Linked DNA regions of Mus musculus: region 1 is linked to region 2. Evidence: chromatin contacts called from public HiChIP or PLAC-seq data. All regions are on one chromosome and are shown on one strand. Each heading gives the region's core, a stretch centred on a gene start, on an enhancer-like site or on the middle of the called end of the contact. The rest is flanking DNA. Distances are from core to core; before and after follow the strand shown.

Region 1 (7,447 bases), core at 938-3,437, 150 kb before region 2:
TATGCAATACCAAATGCCAAGTCCAGGAATCATATGCATACAAGTAACAGTAAATGAGCTAGGTAGGTTGTTTTTACATATTTATGCATTAGTAAATATTTATCATAATCAAAGAAAAAGAGATCATAAATTTGAGAGAGGTAAGGGTCCATGTGTAACATTGGCAGAACAGGACATAAGGAAGTGATAGAAAGAGGGAAGAAAGATGATATAATTATACTTGAATTAAAATAAAAAGATATTATGGGGAAAAAACATACACAAAGGGCTGCAGCAAAGTCTCCGTCATTAAGGTGATTGCAGTGCAAGCAGGGAGCACTGGTTTTATATACCCAGCACAGAAATTAAAAATAAAGAAGGCAAATTCACATCTCTGAGGACACAGATCCAGTAGGATCCCTACAGCTCACTCTCCAATCTGCCTAGTCTAGTCAGTGAACAATTCACTTCAGTGACGGACACTGTCTCAAAACAAGTAAGGTGGCAGAGGGTTGAAGGAAAGTACCTGGCACCAATGTCTAACCTGTGTAACCTTTGTGCTCTGACCTATATATGCAAATATACATACATACATACCTGCATACATACACCACTGATATGAACAAATGATGTGAAGGTCAAACACAATCCCCTGCATTTTTATATTACCTTTATACCTCATCAAAATTCTTTGATACGTAGCTATATCAGCATTAGAAATTGTCGTTTCTTCCCTTATACTTAGTTTCATGTTTTCACAGTACCCTGTCACATGACCTTGTGTTTTAAAAGTTTGGTGGTTAATAATGCTGCTTTTGGGGATGGGGAGATTGCAAAAACTTTAGGGCGTGTGGCTTAGGTGAAGGTAGAATGTCACTGGGGGCCAGTCTACAAGGTGTTATTACCCCTGTCCTTATCCTTCCTTACCTTCTGTTTTTCTGGCTGAGTATGACATCAGCAGCTGTCACATTACGAATGCTCCAACAGCCATGACAGTCTGTCCAATCATGAGAAACCAAGTGTCCATGGACTGACTAAACCCTGTAGAACTGTGAGCAAAAAAATAATAATCTTTTCTCTCTTAAGGCTGCCAGGAGTTTGATCTCAGAAACAAAATGCAGCTAACATCCATTCCTTTTTTGCAATAATCTACTAAATGCCACCTTAGACCATGTTCTGATTAGTTTTAGAAACTGAAATTGTTAGTTCAGAAACTAAACCAATTGGAGAGATGGCATCCTACAAGCTTCTCTAAAATCTATGGATAAGATTTTTTTTCTCCTCTGATATTTTGTTATAATATTTAGCAGTTTTGCAGGGTTCTGTTCGTCTATCTTCTATTTATGGTGCATCCACAAATATGTCTTTAGTATGATTGTTTCGTTGATGCTGTTGCATTGATTGGGCATTTAGTCTGTACTTGTCAAATATTCACTTTACAACTGAACTACACTAAAAAGCCCTACGTTCACATGGACATCTTGTGCACACAGTATGCATTTTATGAAGCCTCAAAAATGACTTGATCATGGCTCCAAGCTTATCCCATAACTAATTTATAATCTTGTCACATTTTAAAGAAGTTAGTTGGCATCAAACTGTACATTTGTCTACTTCAAAATTATAATGCATGGCCCAATCTAAGAACATTGGCGTTATTTTGTGTTTATGTAGTAGTTGCAAACTACTTCTTCTAAAAATATAGTGTTTAATTTAAATATATTTATCCTCCACTATAACACTTATAGGAACTAGGAAGACCACTTGAATTATGACATAGATAAAATTAGGTAGAGTATAATTTGCCATTTTCCACACAACTGGACAAATGCTGGAATCCATAAAATGATTCGTTGCTCTCCAGCTTTGTGGCTCTACTGCTGGGCTGTGGGCATGGGGAGCAGGCTCATGATAAATGTCTGTGCATTAGAACAATGGGGCCGCTCTTTGGCAACACAAGCCACAGACCAAACATTCCTAATTAAGATGTTGTCATTTTACCTAGGGGAAAAGCTTTGGCCAGATTCCAGCATGCCCATAAATAAGAGAGAGTGCCAGAAATATGAGAAAGAATAGTTTCAAGCAAAAGTATCCTTACATGAGTAAGGGCATAATTCAGCCAACTACCAAAACTGATTTATAGGTTCACAGTAGAGAGCGTATTGGTTATGGAGCTCTTTGTGCAGGTGCACCTCCTGCTGGCCACACAGGAAATTACATGCGGAAAGCTAACACCTGCTCATCTGTTCATATATGATAGCCAATTCGTTTCTCTTTCGAAGGAGAAAATTTCTCACTCTAATTTTGCTCATGAACATATAGTATTATTTTTAAATGCCAATGTCTGAAACATTCATACACACACACACACACACTTCATCCCATCTGATTCCAAATTTTACTGTTGTTTAGGAAAATGTGCACTTCCTTAAGAAAAAAAAGAACATTTTTTTCCCCTCAGTATCAAGTGCATTGTAATTTGGTTTGTATTTCTCGAAGACACGGTTGCACTGCATTCCTCTCCTGATATACCTATGTATGCCCTTCCTTGTTTGCTGCATCTTTTCTTCATGTGTTCCCTTTTTAATCAGTTAATATTCTCAAAAAAAAAAAAAAATCAAGAAACAAAACAAAACCTCACTAATATGAAATATGCAGCAGCTACATGACCTGGACTTTTTTTCTTCTCCAGAAGAGTATCTCCATCTTTTTACATCTTTTATGGAATGGAGCAAGTTGACCCAGCATCTGAGAATTCATGACAGTAAAAGAGCACCCATGCCTCTTTCTTTTATGAGCACAATCTCGCAGATGTCTTCACACTAAAGACAGTTCCCAGGAATCTGCAGCTGGAGGGAAAAATGCTAAATTACCTCAAACTGACATCTTGATCATGTTTTTGAGATCTCTATAATGTCGCAATGTTACTACAGTGGGAAACTCTCTGCAGGAAGAAGCCAGTGCCTTTTGTGCAGTCACTGACAGGGAACCGCTTGTAGCTAATTACTTCTTTACAGATAAACTGCTAGAAAGGTGATTTTTACTGGGATTGCCTCAGTGTTTCTAACAGTCACAGAACTCTGGGCTCTCAGGAAGTCAACTGAGAGATTATCAGCTCGGGGACAGAGCCTCGGTTGCAGGTACATCACATTTTTTTGCAACGAACATGAACAGCTTTAAGCCTTTCTTCTCCTTATTCTTCTGCAGGCTAACACAGTCCCCAGTGTGGCTTTTAGCTGTTCCATCCTGGTTTATTTCCCCACCATGCTTCTAAGGGGATGCTGAAAGCAACAGCTACGCAGCTGTACCTGATCCCTGGCACGGAGTCCACAGCCCCTCAGCTTCCTTCGCTGCTTCTGCTCTCTTTCTCTGCAGGGGATTGACTGAAATAGGAAAGCCTTCATTTTTATTAGTGACTCTCTTTTTTGCTTTTAAAAAATACAGTTCTTTTTACGATGCACAGTACTTATTCACTTTAATTTGCCTCCTATAAAATGATAAAATGCATTAAGCTGCCCTGTCCTCTTTGTTGTTTGAGCCATAGCATTGCTTAGGTTTCATGTGGCAGTTTTGTGGCATTTATGATGGAACAGGAAAATATTAATTATAATGAGGAGAGAGATAAGTTATGATAGTTACAGCATCTTGGCATTTATTTTCCTGGAGCTTATGTCTGAAAGTGTTCCAAAACATAAAATCTTGCAGTTCAAGGAATGGAAATCTCTCTTGTTTCCACTGAGTTGGTGTAAGATATTAAATGTAAAATTTCAGATGAAATGTGGCACTCTCTTTTGATCTCTATAGAAAAACTGAAATCTATTTATATCTCTTTTATACATATGGGTTGCCAGTGTCTCTACAATGGGACAATATCTTTAAAGATATTTGAAGGGATTTTTATAGTTATTCAGGATAAAATAGTTTCCATAATATCCACAAAAACTACAGTATTATGACTTTAGCTATTAAATGTGGATCGGGCTTGGCTTTGACCTAGGACTCCACATATTTAGCAACTGTCTTAGTATTTTTCTGTTATTATAGAAGGATAATTTATCGTGAGTAATATATAAAGTTGAAGTTTTCACATATAGCTCTGTATTTCATGTGTATATGTATGTGTGTACCCATGAATGTGTACCTAGGTATATGTATGAAGAGGTCTATGTGGCTTGAATCCTATTTTTTTTTTAGACAGTTTGCCTTATTGATCTGGAGGTCAAAAAATTAGATAGGTTGGATGTTCAGTGAGTCTCAGAATTAACTGTTTGTCTCTTCCCAAATCTATGATTATAAGTGTTATTTACCATACATGTTTTTTGTATGATGTCTATGGATGGAACTCAGGTCTTCATGGTTTTATAACAAGCATTTGAATGCTTCTTTAGATGTTTGCACTGACAAGTTTAAGTCCAAGATCTCATGGCTGTATCTGATCATGGTGTTGGTTTTCATCCTAAAAATGGAGACCTGAAAGGGCAAATGGCTATGATGGAAGAATCAGACAGAGGTCCATTCTGGGGCTTCAGCAGCTCCTCAGGAAAGATATCATTCATCATCTATCACTATCTGATCCTATGAGAAGGCTTTACCTCTCCCACTGTCACAGGGGCAAATGAATTCCAACAAGCGTTTCAGAGAAAACAACCATATTCAAATCATAGCCTTGCTCATTTGCCACACTCCAGTCTATCCATGAAATAATGTATGGAAGGAAGAACAAGAAGCAAGTCCCCACATGAGGCCAGTCTATTTGATAATGATTTACATTGGAAAAAGAAAGTATCTTCAGAATATGAGAAGAGGATGTGAAGAGTATGTGCAGGATGCTGCCTCAGCATCTCTAGTGTTCTGTGACATTACGCCTTCTACAACATCTTTTGGTTCACAACAGAGAACATCTCGTAAAGATCTTATAAAGAGGTATTTTTTTTTAATGGAGTCCTGAAGAAAGTAGCTATTCAAAAGCTTGGATGAATGCAAATTAGTCCCAGAAGAACACTTTAATCATTGCCAAGAACGAGAGGTAAAGTAATCTCCCAGGTGGCATTTTTTTTTTTTTGAGTTTCACAGCTCTGAAATTCTTGCAGGGGTTGAAGGGATCTTTGTTTTATTACAGACAGATGGACTTGGAATGGCTAAGTGAATCCATAAAAATCCATAGTTAGCTGAGGCTGGGATGCCTTCAGCAATGAAAATATTCTGGCAGCAACAGAAGCTGGGATAGTCCTTACTTACCAAAGTGCTGACGCTAAGAGGGCATGCTCAGTTTACCAGTAAGTGGGGAGTAAAGCAGGCTATCTACAGAGCTCAAAGAATTTTAATTGTCCTTTCAAAACATAGAGGAAATAACTCAGTATGTCAGAAAGCAAAGATTTACTTGCCTGTCTCTAACAAGCACCTGAGAACAAAAATCAGTGATCAGAGACAACAGGAAGTCACATGGATTTTCCTCCAAATTGATTAGAGCAATCCTACTCTCTCATTGCTACTGACAAATTCAGTCTCAAGCACACAATTATTACTATAAGGAAAATGCAAAAATATATTGAAGTGTCATCAAAATATTATTTTATTAGTCCCCAGGCCGCAGCTTTGCCCACCTCCCAAGATGCCTGCTGCCACCCAGGAAAACCATGTGAGACACCCATCCCCCAATCACCTGCTTGCTGGGGCCCCAGCAATCCCAGGAGCTGTGAGGTATGCCCCATCCTCTGGGTTCCATCGTCTGGTCTTGATCTCTTCCTGCAATCCTGTTTCTGTATTCCACTTTGCACCACACAGCTCTGCCTGTCTCCTGGGAGGCCTACTACCACTGGAGAAAAACAATCCCAGAGGCTTGCTTCTACCAGAGACTATCAGACCAGCTAATACCACAGACAATCAGATTGCTAAAGACTAGCACAAGAACACAATCAACAAAAGCCAATGTAATAGAGTACTATCAGAACCCTGCTCTCCTACTACAGTAAACCCTGAATATCCTAATACACCTGAAGAGCAAAACTAAGACCTTAAATCTCATTTTATGAAGATGATAGAGACATTTAAAGAAGAAATAAATGAATACCTCAAAAATACAGGAAACTACAATTGAACAGATAGAGGTCTTTTTAAGAGGAAACAAATAAGTATAAAGAAATAGAGGAAAATACAAGCAAACAGGTGAAGGAAATGAATAAAATTGTTCAAGTCCCGAATGTGGAATTAGAGGCAATTAAGAAACACAAACAGAAGCAAACCTGAAGATGGAAAACCTAGGAAAGAAAACAGGAACTACAAATGCAAGCATCACCAACAGAACACAAGAAATGGAAAGAAGATCTCAGACATAGAAGATACAATAAATGAATTGGTATGTCAGTCAAAGAAAATGCCAAATTTAAAAAGTTTCTGACACAAAACATCCAAAATATTGTGATACTATGTAAAGACCAATCCTAATAGTGTCTTCAACAAAGTCGTAGAAGAAAACTTACCTAACCTAAAGAAAGAGACGGCTATAAACATACACGAAGTCTACAGAACACCAAATAGATTGGACCAGAAAAGAAAATTCTACAGCCACATAATAGTCAAAACATTAAATGTGCAGAACAAAGAAATACTATTAAAAGCTACAAGGGAAAAAGCCAAGTAACATATAAAGGCATACCTATTAAAATTGCACAGGAGACTCTAAAAGCCAGAAGGACCTGGGCAGATGTCTTGCAGATCCTAAGAGACCACAAATGTCAGCCCAGAATACTATAGCCAGCAAAACTCATCAATAACCATAGATGGAGAAACCAAGATATTCCATGACAAAACCAAACTTATCTCTAAAGAGGATAATACGATGAAAACTCCAACACAGGGAGGGTAACCACATCCAAGAAAACACAAGAAATTATTATTCTCACAGCAAAACCAAAAGAAGAGAAACACATATGCACTAATACCACCAACATCAAAATAACAGGAACTAAAAATCATTGGGCACTAATATCTCTCAAGATCAATTGATTCAATTCAATGAGAAGAAATGGACTAACAAAGTGAATGAATGAATGAATGGGAGCAATGATTCTGTTGCATAGAAGAAACACCCCTCAGCAACAAAGAGACATTACCTCAGAATCAAGGGCTGGAGAAAATGCTTTCCAAGTAAAGGGACCCAGGAAACGAGCTGAAATAGCCATTTCAATATCTAATAAAACAGACTGTCAACAAAAATTAATCAAAAGAGATGGGGAAGGAGACTTTATACTCACCAATGGAAAAACCCACCAAGATGACATCTCAATTCGAAATGTCCATACCCCAAATGCAAGGGCACCCACACACATTACTAAAGCTTAAATCATACATCAAACCAACACATTAATAGTGGGCGACTTCAACACTTCACTTTCACCAATTGACAGGGCATCAAGACAGGATCTAAACAGAGAATAATGAAATTAACAGAAGTTATTAATCAAACAGA
Region 2 (7,037 bases), core at 1,765-4,264:
TATAATTATTGATCTGAAAAATACAAATTAAAACTAATTGGAAATTCATCACAGGCAGAATGGCTATTATCAATAATAAAATCAAATGACAGCAGATGCTGGAGAGGCTGTAGAAAAAGTGAAAGCTTTATACACCTCTGGTGAGAATATAAAATGGTGTAGCTGTGATGGAGATCACTGTAGCAGTTCTTAAGAAAGCTAGAAACAGCATATGACCTAACTCAACCACTATTGGGGCTACAGGCAAACTCTATCCTACTTCAGAAAACCTGTTCACCCATGCTCATTGATAAGTTATTCACACTAGCTAGAAAATTAAATCTGCCTAGGTGTTTGTCAACAATAAAATTTGCTAAATATGCATCATGTAAACTACAGTTAAACAGATGGAACTGTGAAAAAATCATGCTGAATTTGTATCTCAAATGTATTACATGTTTTACCTTAAATCTAGATTCTGACTTTAACTCTTTAGATTTGAGTACCTGGATTAGTTAGACAGAGAGAGAGAGAGAGAGAGAGAGAGAGAGAGAGAGAGAGAGAGAGAGAGAGAGAGGTTATAGTGGATTACCACAGCTGGGGAGTCCAGTAGAACATAGATGATAAGAAAGAGAAGATGCGTAACAAAATATCAAGTGTGAAGGTATAGGATGGTGTTTGGAAGACAGAGGAGACAAGAAGACTGAAAGATGAACTCTTTTGCTTTGAATGCTACTTAAAAATAAACTATGTTTTGCAAATTATATCTTGGGTATTCTAAGTTTCTGGGTTAATATCCACTTATCAGTGAGTGCATATCATGTTTTTTTTTTTTTTGTTTTGTTTTTTTTTTGTTTTTTTTTTTTCTGATTGGGTTACCTGACTCAGGATGATGTCCTCCAAATCCATCCATTTGCCTAAGATTTTCATAAATTCATTGTTTTTAATAGCTGAGTATTACTCCATTGTGTAACTGTACTATATTTACTGTATCCATTCTTCTGTTGAGGGACATCTGGGTTCTTTCCAGCTTCTGGCTATTATAAATAAGGCTGCTATGAACATAGTGGAGCATATATCCTTATTACAAGTTGGAACATTTTCTGGGTATACGCCCAGGAAAAGTATTGCTGGATCTTCCTGTATTACTATGCCCAATTTTCTGAGGAACCGCCAAACTGATTTCCAGAGTGTTTGTACTAGCTTGCAATCCCACCAGAAATGAAGGAATGTTCCTCTTTGCCCACATCCTTGCCAGCATCTGGTGTCACCTGAATTTTTTATCTTAGCCATTCTGACTGGTGTGAGGTGGAATCTCAAGGTTGTTTTGATTTGCATCTCCCTGATGATTAAAGATGTTGAACATTTTTTCAGGTGCTTCTCAGCCATTCAGTATTCCTCAGCTGAGAATTCTTTGTTTAGCTCTGTACCCCATTTTTTAAATAGGGTTATTTGATTTTCTTAGGAAGACCAAAGTGTGGATGCTTCATTCCTTCTTAGAATGGGGAACAAAATACCCATGGAAGGAGTTACAGAGACAAAGTTCAGAGCTGAGATGGAAGGAAGGACCATTCAGAGACTGCCCCATCTGGGGATCCATCCCATAAACAGCCACCAAACCCAGACACTATTGCATATGCCACCAAGATTTTGCTGACAGGACCCTGATATAACTGTCTTTTGTGAGGCTATGCCAGTGCCTGGCAAGTACAGAAGTGGATGCTCATAGTCATCTATTGGATGGAACACAGGGCCCCCAATGAAGGAGCTAGACAAAATACCCAAGGAGCTAAAGCTGTCTGCAACCCTATAGGAGGAACAACAATATGAACAACCAGTACCCCCCCTCCCCCAGAGTTTGTGTCTCTAGTTGAATACGTAGCAGAATTAGTCCTAGTAGGCCATTAATGGGAGGAGAAGCTCTTGTTGTTGTGAAGATTTTATGCCCCAGTACAGGGGAATGCCAGGGCCAGGAAGCAGGAGTGGGTGGGTTGGGGAGCAGGGCCGGGGGAGGGTATAGGGGTCTTTCAGGATAGCATTTGAAATGTAAATGAAGAAAATATCTAAAAAAAAAAATAAACTGATAAGACATTTTAATTCTTTTCCAAAAGAACTAGGGATTGGGATCCTTATATAAGAGTTTCAAATGCTGGCTCAAAATAATTTCATGCTTTATCTCTAATGAAATAGATATTTGAAGTAAATTTTTCCATTGTGCTGTGAGATAGACAATTTGAAATTTGGAGTTCAAGCAAGTTTTTCATTACAACACTCAAGTAGAAAAGGAAACAATAATGGTGGGTGGCAGAAAGCAGAAATCAGTAAAAATCCTCCCCCAGTTCATAAATTTCTGTACTTCCCAGCACTCTAAATACTTTAAATATTCCTTTGTGAGCATCTACTCAAAGACTGAAGCCACACAGTTGAAGGTCTCAACTTCAGAATATTCTGGGAGGAAAGCTAAGAGACACAATTGCATAGGTTATTGGCGACTGGGATGCTGTCTTCATAATGGTCCAATTCAGTGTATATCTTTAAACTGTTAATACCAAGTTTGAGGGAAGAAATCTGCCTAGCATCAAAATAGCTCACTAACAAAGTTGTTATAAATTCTCAATTTTGATTGGATATAATGTGTAGCTTCCTGTTTCAGTTCTTGTTTTAAACGATCCAATTCTTCAATCCAGAAGTCAAAAATGTCAGTCGTCTTGTTGCTATTAAAATTGTAAAATCCCCTGCACCACTCTTTTAGAGGTCCCCACATGGGAAGATTCCAGGAACAGGAGGACCATGTTCTAAAGGAGAGCAATGGTGGTTTATGGCTTCAGCTCTAGCCTTTGATCACTTAGCACACCTTGCCTTGCTCTGAATTCCACAGATGGAGTTTTCCTGGGGAGTCTATGACTTTCCTGCTTATGCAGCTGAAATAAATCTTTTCTAAACCTAGCCATTTTGCTCCTCTACCCAGCTCTTTATTAACTGCAGGTTGGTAGTCAGGTTCAGAAGCTTTTTCTCAGCCATGTTCTGTGTGTGGAACTTCACTGCCCTCTTCTGGTAATATTACCCGAGACCCCCCTCCTTTAATGTGGTGATGCCAAGCTCCTAGGGGAATGGAAGATTCTGTTTGGATGCAAGAACTGCTAATAAGAGCCAGTAACAAGCTATGTTACATGGAGACTGCAAATCCATTTCAACATTTTCCATATGAACAGTTTCATATCGTGGAAAAAACAAGAGCAAATGCAGTGTGTGTGTGTGTGTGTGTGTGTGTGTGTGTGTGTGTTACATGTCTGTGTAGGTTTGTGTGTCTGTGTCTCTGTCTGTTGCCATCACACCTGTGGATTTCTAACTATGAGAGGGGAAACTTTAGAAAGCAAAAGGCCTATTAACCTGTTCTAGTTCATCGTTAATGATTAGTAAAAGCAAGCCTCTCTGAAATGCATCCCGATTGGCTTCAGCTCCAGATAGATCTTAATCTCTTCTTTCCATTCTACTTCATGTAACTCATTTCGCTGTAAATATCAATCAGGAAACAGTCTTTTTGATGCATTTCTTTTGAAACAGCGACCTATAGTCAAATGTACCCTAGTTTTCAGTTAGTACTAATTTTGATGGAGGTTGGTTTTTATCTGTAGTTATAGACCATACGATGTGGTATACTGGAAAACCTGGACAATACTTAGCAAGAAGCATAATAATATGTCCACCAACCTAACCATTAAGTGCACAGGTTACAGGTTATTAATGTGCCTCAAAAATCTGTAGGGGCTGCATGTATATTAAGGTAGAAGGATGCTTACCTTCTGGTACTGCTTGTCTACTTCTGTACTGTTCTCTACAGTAACATTTCTGCACACAATGAACGAAAACAAATATTCTTGACTCTTCCTTCAGCCACATGGCAAAACTCTGGGCAAAATGTAAACTTGAACCCTAATAAACCATGCTTTATTCTGACAAAAGAGGATATTTTCTTTTAAACAAAATTATTTAACTTGCAAAATGGGTTGTAGGTTTCTAGTTTTCCTTCCAAATATAATAATGTAACTCTATACTTTGATATTACTATAACGAACCAGACAATGAAGATGCATTCTCTGAATATTCAAATCGCTCTATATTAGTAAGTTTTGTGGGTTTAGATACATTTCACGAGTACTGCTTTATGATTAAGTCACAAACACCCCACTACATTTATGGGTTTCTAGATTTTTTAAATAAAATTTAATAATTGGATATAGTTGTTTACATTTTCATCTTCATGGCATACAACATGTTCGAGGAATCAGAATGATTAAGATATAATGCTCTGCCAGTTGTGGTGGCATACACTTTTAACCCCAAAAACCAGGTATAGGAGAAAATCTATTAGTTCCAGATCTACATAGCTATTATACAGCGAGGCTCTGTCTCAAACAAACAACAAAAATGAGAAAAATACAAAGACCACTTAGCTAAATGTATATAGCCAACTTTATTACTGATGAAATAGAAAACAAGACAATAGGATACTAGCATTTGAGTTAGATGACTTACGTGATCTCATAACATTCATTCTACCCTAAGATGAAACACTTGAAACATGGTGTATCATAATAAATATCCAGACACTACTGTCACATTAATATGTCATGGGACAAGGTATTGACTTATATGACTTGTCTAAAAGTTATATGTGTTCAGTTATATAACAGAGCAAAGATAGTTGTGGATTGTGTTTTATCTCCAAACCAAGGCATTCCACTCCAGGACAGTGTAGAAGATGTTGAAACTATATCCAGATACCACTGTCTTGTAATTAGGATGGACTTAGGAACTATGAATTACACAATTAGACAACCATGGCAGAATGAAATACTCCAGCATTCTTGGCTGTACAATGTTCTATATTCCACTGTGAAACCTGGAGGTCAGCCTCCATCGCCATCTTGAACCAGTGTTCACTGAGGCATTCAGAGTTGCTCAGTGTTTGTCCCACATTGAATTTTTGTCTCACTATTTAATGACATCTTGAAGGTGGCCTGTCTCATGAAGTCATGCTCCAGGGCATGGATATTGAAGGAGCTATGATTTACGAGGGGTGAAAGAAATGCAAAGAAAGGGGGCAATGTTCTTTTTCAGAACTCACTGAGGCCTTACTGGCCATAAGAAATTAGCTCTTAGTCAGAAATTAGTCAGAGGAGAGTCTAAAAGGCTCCTCAATATTTCCGGATGAGTAAATTGAAAAATGGGAAAATTTCTGAATCTCCACAAAGTTGTCAATATGAGGAAGAGAAATACAGATATCCCATTATTGTTACTCCAATAAAGGCAGCCTGTCTCAACTTACTCATCCAGAAATATAGAGGAGCCTTTTAGACTCTCCTCTGACTAGAAGAGGCATGGGAACAGCGAATGGTGATGACCTGTAAGATGTTTTCTGGGAAATAGATGATGTCATTCCATGTTTTAGTGGAAACTATAAGTCCACACTACAAGATAAACAAACAAACAAACAAACAAAACATTTGGCTACATCTGTCAATAGACTGTCTTTGGGCAGATGAGTCCCAGGAAAAGTCCAACGGGCTATTTGAGCCAATGTACAAAGAAAAGGCAAAGGAACAGATGATAGAAATGCATGTCTCTCTGGAGACGATTCAATTTCAACAAATGATAGACCAAAAGCAGTGGGGGAATGTGATATGGATGGCTTCTTAAGGTTCTCAGTTGAAGTTGAATCTGATTGAAGTTGGGACAGGCTGCAACACAAGTTGAAACAATTCTAAGTCTTCCTGTTACCAACACTGGTGGCTTGCAGACTATTAGGTCAAAAGGGATAGAGGAAGGTTGAGGAAAATCAGCTTCAACTGAAGTCTGCCTTTGCTCGTACCAGATGACAAGTCTGACTGACCACCTAAAGATAGTTACGAGTTCAATTGAATAACTTGACAGGAAAGATGCCAGGGTTTCATTGTTGGTATCTGAGGAAACCAAAGCTATGCAATCTAAGGTTGGCCTGTCATCTATACTCAAGCCAGCTGCATCCAAACTCAAACATAACTCTCAACAGTAGCTAAGAATAACTGCCTCAAAGAGAGCAAGAGTCCATGAGGAATTTGGGGATCTATTAGGCATAAAATGAGATGAGCAAGAAAAGCATGGCCACTTTAATCTTAAAAATGCAGGGATACTGGTCCTGCTCCAGTCTCACAAACTCATTCTAGACAATGACTAAAGAAAACATTCTATTCCACAAGTGAAAAGAACAACTTGTCAAAATTTGGTTTTCAATTTATCAAAGTTATAGTTTTTAGTTTTGCAACTTCATCTGTCTGATTTTAATTAGTCGAATTTTAATGCCTGTTTCTTCCCATATATTGAGGCTGGATTTGTTCATTTCTAGTTTCGTCATTTTTTTAACAATTCAAGGAGCCCTTTCCAGTTGTACAGTTTGGTGTTTTTTAATATTTATCACCTGAATTGCCCAGTCATCACCCGAATCTAGCATTGGTAAACTTTTATCACTTTTGAAGAAACCCTATTCAAATTGTGCTCATTTCTCCATTTTCTGTCATTTCTCCTATTACCAATTCCTAGTTCAAGGGATACACTAATCCACTTTTGTTAGTGGCTCCTTTTGCTTACTATACTTTGACGATCATCCATGTTTTAGTGCCTATTTCACTTGGTACATTACTTTTTTTAAGATTTTTTTTAATTATTATAAATAAGTACACTGTAGCTGTCTTCTCGTGTACCAGAAGAGGGCATCAGATCTCATCACAGGTGGCTTTGAGCTACAATGTGGTTGCTGAGAATTGAACTCACGACCTTTGAAAGAGCAGTCAATGCTCTTATAGGCTGAGCCATCTCTCCAGTCCCGGTACATCACTGTTTTGTGGTTGGAAATATTTCACACTGTACTTCTACCATTTTTTTTTTTTTGTCTATCTTTCTTGTACATGGTGGGCACTTGGCCATTTCTTTGGGAAAACTATGAATCATGCTGGTATAATCATTCCCACACAAGTCTTGCAAGAATTTGGGTGTATGCCTAAGAGTGAAAATATTTACTC

The links. HiChIP or PLAC-seq counts read pairs in DNA pulled down with a chosen protein or histone mark.
Region 1: a CTCF HiChIP or PLAC-seq map of pro-B cells shows a contact between it and region 2, with 2.9 times the contacts expected there. The contact joins two enhancer-like sites. A contact is called at or near these places in 1 of 15 datasets of contacts at CTCF or cohesin (pro-B cells) and 3 of 484 Hi-C or Micro-C datasets (the G1E-ER4 cell line, large pre-B cells and uterus).

The regions. Positions count from the first base shown.
Region 1 is chr12:93,147,526-93,154,972 of GRCm38.p6, reverse strand. No RefSeq gene overlaps it. Among named protein-coding and RNA genes, the nearest start is that of Gm34869, 59 kb to the left of the region's middle. Within about 2 kb of position 2,187, at least 4 of the 459 cell types and tissues checked have an H3K27ac peak or open chromatin away from gene starts, as enhancers often do. A contact at or near this core is called in pro-B cells, where this site is marked.
Region 2 is chr12:93,003,023-93,010,059 of GRCm38.p6, reverse strand. No RefSeq gene overlaps it. Among named protein-coding and RNA genes, the nearest start is that of Gm40892, 110 kb to the right of the region's middle. Within about 2 kb of position 3,014, at least 4 of the 459 cell types and tissues checked have an H3K27ac peak or open chromatin away from gene starts, as enhancers often do. A contact at or near this core is called in pro-B cells, where this site is marked.